Linked DNA regions of Ovis aries: region 1 is linked to region 2. The links are chromatin contacts, called in public Hi-C maps. All regions are on one chromosome and are shown on one strand. Each heading gives the region's core, a stretch centred on a gene start, on an enhancer-like site or on the middle of the called end of the contact. The rest is flanking DNA. Distances are from core to core; before and after follow the strand shown.

Evidence for each region. Hi-C and Micro-C count contacts between places; a contact is called where the count stands out from the background.
Region 1: a Hi-C map of tail adipose tissue shows a contact between it and region 2, with 7 times the contacts expected there. The contact joins two enhancer-like sites. A contact is called at or near these places in 10 of 16 Hi-C or Micro-C datasets (hypothalamus, liver, mesenteric adipose tissue and 5 more).

The regions. Positions count from the first base shown.
Region 1 is chr3:6,790,314-6,793,013 of ARS-UI_Ramb_v3.0, forward strand. PTGES (prostaglandin E synthase) reads left to right here. Exons shown (of 3, transcript XM_027966307.2): 3 at 141-772. The coding sequence ends at 390. Among named protein-coding and RNA genes, the nearest start is that of PTGES, 12 kb to the left of the region's middle. Within about 2 kb of position 1,273, at least 8 of the 54 cell types and tissues checked have an H3K27ac peak or open chromatin away from gene starts, as enhancers often do. A contact at or near this core is called in tail adipose tissue, where this site is marked.
Region 2 is chr3:6,746,583-6,749,385 of ARS-UI_Ramb_v3.0, forward strand. No RefSeq gene overlaps it. Among named protein-coding and RNA genes, the nearest start is that of TOR1B, 28 kb to the left of the region's middle. Within about 2 kb of position 1,484, at least 8 of the 54 cell types and tissues checked have an H3K27ac peak or open chromatin away from gene starts, as enhancers often do. A contact at or near this core is called in tail adipose tissue, where this site is marked.

The sequences.
Region 1 (2,700 bases), core at 23-2,522, 44 kb after region 2:
TGTCCCCGCCACAGTGGACATCAGTCTGGTATGCCAGAGATGATCCCCAGGGGCGCAGGGCCTTTGGGGGCAGAGGGTCCCAGCATCCAGGACATTCTCGAAGCTGACACCTGGCTGACTGCACCCCTTTTTCTTCTCAGAGCCCACCGGAACGACATGGAGACCATCTACCCCTTCCTGTTCCTGGGCTTTGTCTACTCCTTCCTCGGACCGAACCCCTTCATCGCCCGGATGCACTTCCTGGTCTTCTTCCTGGGCCGCATGATACACACCGTGGCCTACCTGGGGAAACTGCGGGCGCCCACCCGCTCCCTGGCCTACACCCTGGCCCAGCTCCCCTGCGCCTCCATGGCCCTGCAGATTGTCTGGGAGGCAGCCCGCCATCTGTGACCAGCCATGGACGCCACCTCGGCCGCCAGACCACTGGCCACGAGCCACTGGGGCTGAACCTGGGGGACCGATGGCCCCTTTGAGATTGTGACAGGCCCCGGGGCTGGGTTTCCTGGCAACTGGCTGAGCACGCGATCTTGGCCCCAGGGGACCTGTGTGTGTTTGCCCGTGTGTCCCCTGGATTCCTGGGTGAAGCGGCTGATTTGGAACTGTTTAGAGATGGACTGTCACGATTGATAGAAAATTCTTCCACTGTAAAAACCTCCCTCCCTCCCTCCTCCTCCCCAACGCTGGAAAAAGCGAACAGAGACTCAGTTCACGTTTTGGAACCTAACGACCTTCTGAATCCAGGGATGTAATAAATGAGGAGTTCTCACCTCCACCGCAGAGATTCTGGTTCAGCTGGTCGAGAGGGGAGTCTGGGCATCTGCATTTTTTGAAAGCTCCCTTGGGAGTCCCAGCAATGGTGGGTCTGGGTACCATTGCCAGTTCTCTCTCCAGGAGGGCCCAGGACAGGCAGGGTGTGAATTTCCCTTAGGATGGGAGTTGAGTGGTTGGGGGTAGGGTTGTGTGCCTTCGTGCCCCGCTGACACTTCCCTGTGATCTGCCACATTCCCTGGCTGGACGTTCCTATCCTTGGCACAGGTGCTGATCGGGAGGGCCCACCAGGAAGGCTGGCCTTCTCTTCCTGAGGCTGTAGTTGCTCCAAAGCGCTGTCAGTCAAGAATGATGGGCTTTGAAGGACCAACGGCTAGAAGAAATGTTCCGGCTCCTTTCGTATTTGTGAGGTTTGAAAACCACCGCCGTGTCCCTGGACTCGCTCTAAGACCGTGTGGGTTCAGTCGCTGATGAACTGTCTGACCAGCTCAGCGCCTTGGCTGCTGCTTCCTGGCCATTCACTGCTGTCCAGGCTGGCCAAGGATCTGGCTCCCTGGACACTTTTGTGGGTTTGTGTCTGGGGCAAACACACAAACACGCCCAGACTAGGGCGTTACGCCACACAGAATGCAAGCCGACTCCTGGGAGACACTCACTCCACCTCCTGTCACGGGCAAGGAGGAGGGGCACTAGGCCAGCATTTTGGCAGAGGAGAAAACCAAAGCTCAGAGTGGACTCCCTGCAGTGAGGGATCAGCTCTGAACCCAGCTTCGGTCTGGCTCCCAAACCGGCTCTAACCACTGCGCCCTCCAGCCTCACTTTCCACAACCACCCCCACCCCCACTCCCAGCACTGCTCCTTTCTTCTAGGATCTGGGGACGCCCCCTCCCACTACCCTGCAGCCCCTGAACTTCTGCCCCGGAGGACTGACGAGCTTGCTGAGTAGGGCGGCAGGATGGAGGCGGGCCTCCCTCGGGACCCCAGGCCTCCCAAGAATTCTGAGGCCCGCTTCCGGCCGCCCTGGGAGCTGCCAGTGGGTAACACTGCCCCCTGGTGGTGAGATGAGCCTCTGTTCAGGAAAAGGAAAAAAGTGAAAGTCGCTCAGTGGAGTCCGACTCTTGCGATCCCATGGACCATACAGTCCATGGAATTCTCCAGGCCAGAATACTGGAGTGGGTAGCCTATCCCGTCTCCAGCGGATCTTCCAGACCCAAGAATCTAACCGGGGTCTCCTGTATCGCAGGCGGATTCTTTACCAACTCAGCTATCAGGGAAGCCCCCAAATATTTATATTATTATTATTATCAGCTGTGTGGAGTCTTCATGAAAGCACATAGTCTTAGTTGTACCACAGCATGTGGGATCTTAGGTCCCCGCCTGGGATCAAACCTGCGTCCCCTGCATTGAAAACATGGAATCTAAATCACTGGACCGTCCCTTCAAGGGCTGCCACTGTACATCTGGGAAACAGGAAGGCGCAGTCCCATGTGCAGTGCCTGCTGTCTGCTAAGCAGGGGCTGGGCGTGGTGTTCACAACTTTTTTTCCCCACTTGAAGCTTAAACGCATCCCAGGAGGGAGATATTTCTGTTTTTTGATGAGGAAAGGCTCTGGAAGGAACCACGACTTGTCCAGCGTCCCTGAGCCGGGGTAGAACAGAGGCGCAGACCCAGTGCGTGCACTTGTATTTTAATATTTTCCCTTCTGGGGAAAGGGGCTGAGAAGGCAAAGTGCCCAGATGAGACCCGAGGGAGGAGGGCATCCGACACTCATGAGGAGCGCGTGACCCTGGAAATGGGTGGGGGGGCTGCCTCTCAGAGCTGCAGCGGCTGCAGCCCCTCGGCCCTGGCCCCTCGGTCGCTGAGCTGTGACAGTGGGGCTGGGGGACAATGGGACGTCAGGCAGTGACAACTCCAAGCGCTCAGCATCCTAGT
Region 2 (2,803 bases), core at 234-2,733:
GATGGATATCATTTCATTGAATGCCTAAGATGTGTGTTTAGTTTCAAGGGCCTGGACTTGGAAGGTCCTGAGTTCACATCTTGACGTTGCTTTTCTGCCCAGCTGTGTGACCTTGGGTGACTGCTTTAACCTATCTTGGCCTCGGTGTTCTGATTTGCAAACTAGGGGAAATAACAACACCAGGCCCACAGAACTTGCAAAGGCTGAATGAAATTATACACACAAAGCCCCTGTACATAGTAAGCCTTTGGTAAATGGTAGAAATGTTAGACCCTAAAGCCCAAATCACTCTATTTTAATTTTTTTTTTCCTTGCTGTGCCATGTGGCATGTAGGTTCTTAGTTCCCTGACAAGGCCCCTGCATTGGGTATGGAGTCTTAACCATTAGACTACCAGTGAGAGTAAAAGTGTGAGTTGCTCAGCCGTGTCCGACTCTTTGTGACCCCGTGGACTGTAGCCTGCCAGGATCCTCTGTCGATGGGATTCTCCAGGCAAGAATACTGGAGTGGGTTGCCATTCCCTTCTCCAGGGCATCTTCCCAAGCCAGGGATTGAACCCGGGTCTCCCACGTTGCAGGCGGGTTCTTTACTGTCTGAGCCACCAGTGAAGTTTCTAGACTACCAGGGAAGTCCTCAAATGACTCTAAAGTCAGCAATTCCAGGGAACAAGGACAAGGTTTCAAACTGCAACATGATGAACAGAACTGAACGCTCTCCTGAGGGGTAAAGGTATTCCCAGGTGCTCAGCCAAGGGGGCTTCCCAGGTGGCGCTAGTGGTAAAGAACCCACGTGCCAATGCAGGCGACGTAAGAGCCATAGGTTCAGTCCCTGGGTCAGGAAGCTCTCCAGGAGGAGGAAATGGCAACCCGCTCCAGTATTCTTGCCTGGAGAATCCCATGGACAGAGGAGCCTGGCGGGCTACAGTCCATGGGGTCGCAAAGGGTCTGACACAACTGAAGTGACTTAGCAAGCACACAGCCATGGAAAAGGATAGTGGCGAAATATTTGATGACCATGTAACAGGAGCTACCAGAAACCCCACCATTTCCCGAAGGGGAACATGACACCATCCCTTCACTCATTAGACAAATATTTAGAGAGCAGCTTCCTCGAGCAGGCCCTGGTGTGTGGTGTGAGCAAAACACACACGGCCCCTCCTTCCCCTGAGGATGCACAGCCCGGTGGGGGCAGCACAAATATGACCGATGACGGCGGGGGGTAAGATCGCCAAGCAAGGGTGATGGGACCCCGTGCGTCCAAAACCCCAAAGCCATTAGTCAGTGTGCTCCGGCCCAGGGACATTTAAAAACAACATTATTGAGGCATATTTGCATGCCGTATTGTTCACACTTTTCATGCGTGCAATTGAGTAATTTTTAGTAAATTTACCAAGTTATGCAACCGTCACCATAAATCAGTCCTGAAACATTTCATCAACCCAACATGATCCTTCATGTACACTCACTGCTAGTTCCTGTCCCTGCCCCAGGAAACCACTAATCTTTCTGTCTGTAGCTTTGCCCTTTCTGGACACGTCATATAAACAGACCATGTAATACGTAGTCTCTTGTGTCCAGCTTCTTCTCCGAAGCATATTTTTGAGGTTCATCCAGGTCCCAGCGTGTGCCCATAGATAACTCTTTTCTCTTGCTGAGTAGTATTCCATTGTAAGGGTGGCACCTTGTGTCCCTCTGTTTGCTAGCTGGTGCTCCTCTGCGTTGTTTTCCATTTCTGTCTAGCCCATCAAATTTCAACCTAGGGCCAGTGGGTGGACATCACAGATTCTGTGATGTCAGGATGGGGGACTTCTGTGATGGCCCAGTGGCTAGGACTCCGTGCCCCCAAGGCAGGGAGCCCAGGTTAGATCCCTGGTCAAGGAGCTGGATCTCACACGCTGCAGCTGAGAGTCTGCATGCCGCAAGTGAAGACCCCACATGCCACAGCGAAGACTGGAGACCCTGTGTGCCGCAGTGAGGACCCAACACAGTCAGATAAAGAAATATTTTTTAAAAATTTTATTTACTTGGTGGTGGCATGGGGTACCTTCTAGTTGCAGCATGCTAAACTCTTAGCCGTGGTATGTGGGATCCAGTTCCCTGAAGGGGGAATCAAACCCGGGCCCGCTGCACTGGGAGCACGGAGTCTTAGCCACTGGACCCTCAGGGAAGTCCCCATCTGGTCTCCTCTTTCTTTTTTCCCTGACCCATCTGAAAGCAGAGGTCGTTAAACTCCAGCCCTAACCCCTTCATCATGTGTCTCCTAAGGTTAAGGACAGTGTTTAAAATCACCATTATCTTACTCACTTTAATTTCAACACGATGTTATCTGACATGTGGTCCACACTGTAATTTCCCCAATTATGTCAGTAACATCCTTCAGGGTTTGTTTTTTTTTTTTCGCTTGTTGTTGTTTTTTTTAACTCAAGAGCTAATGAAGGATTGAGCCTTGCCTTTGGCTGTCGTGAGAAGTCGGACTTTTTTTTACCTTTTTAATAGTTTTCATTTGTTGGCGATGCTGAGCCTTCATTGCTGCAAGTGGGTTTTCTCTAGTTGCCGAGTGGGTGCTACTCGCTAGCTGAGGTCCCCAGGCTTCCCTATGCGTTGGCCTCTCTAGGTGTGCTTCAGTGCCTGTGACTCCTGGGCTCAGTAGCTGAGGCACTTGGGCTTAGTTGCCCCGCGGCACGTGGGATCTTCCCAGACCAGGCATTGAACTCGTGTCCCCGGCATTGCAAGGCGGATTCTTAACCACTGGACCACCACGCATGTCCGGAAGCCAGACTTGGAACTGAACCAAAATGAATGCCG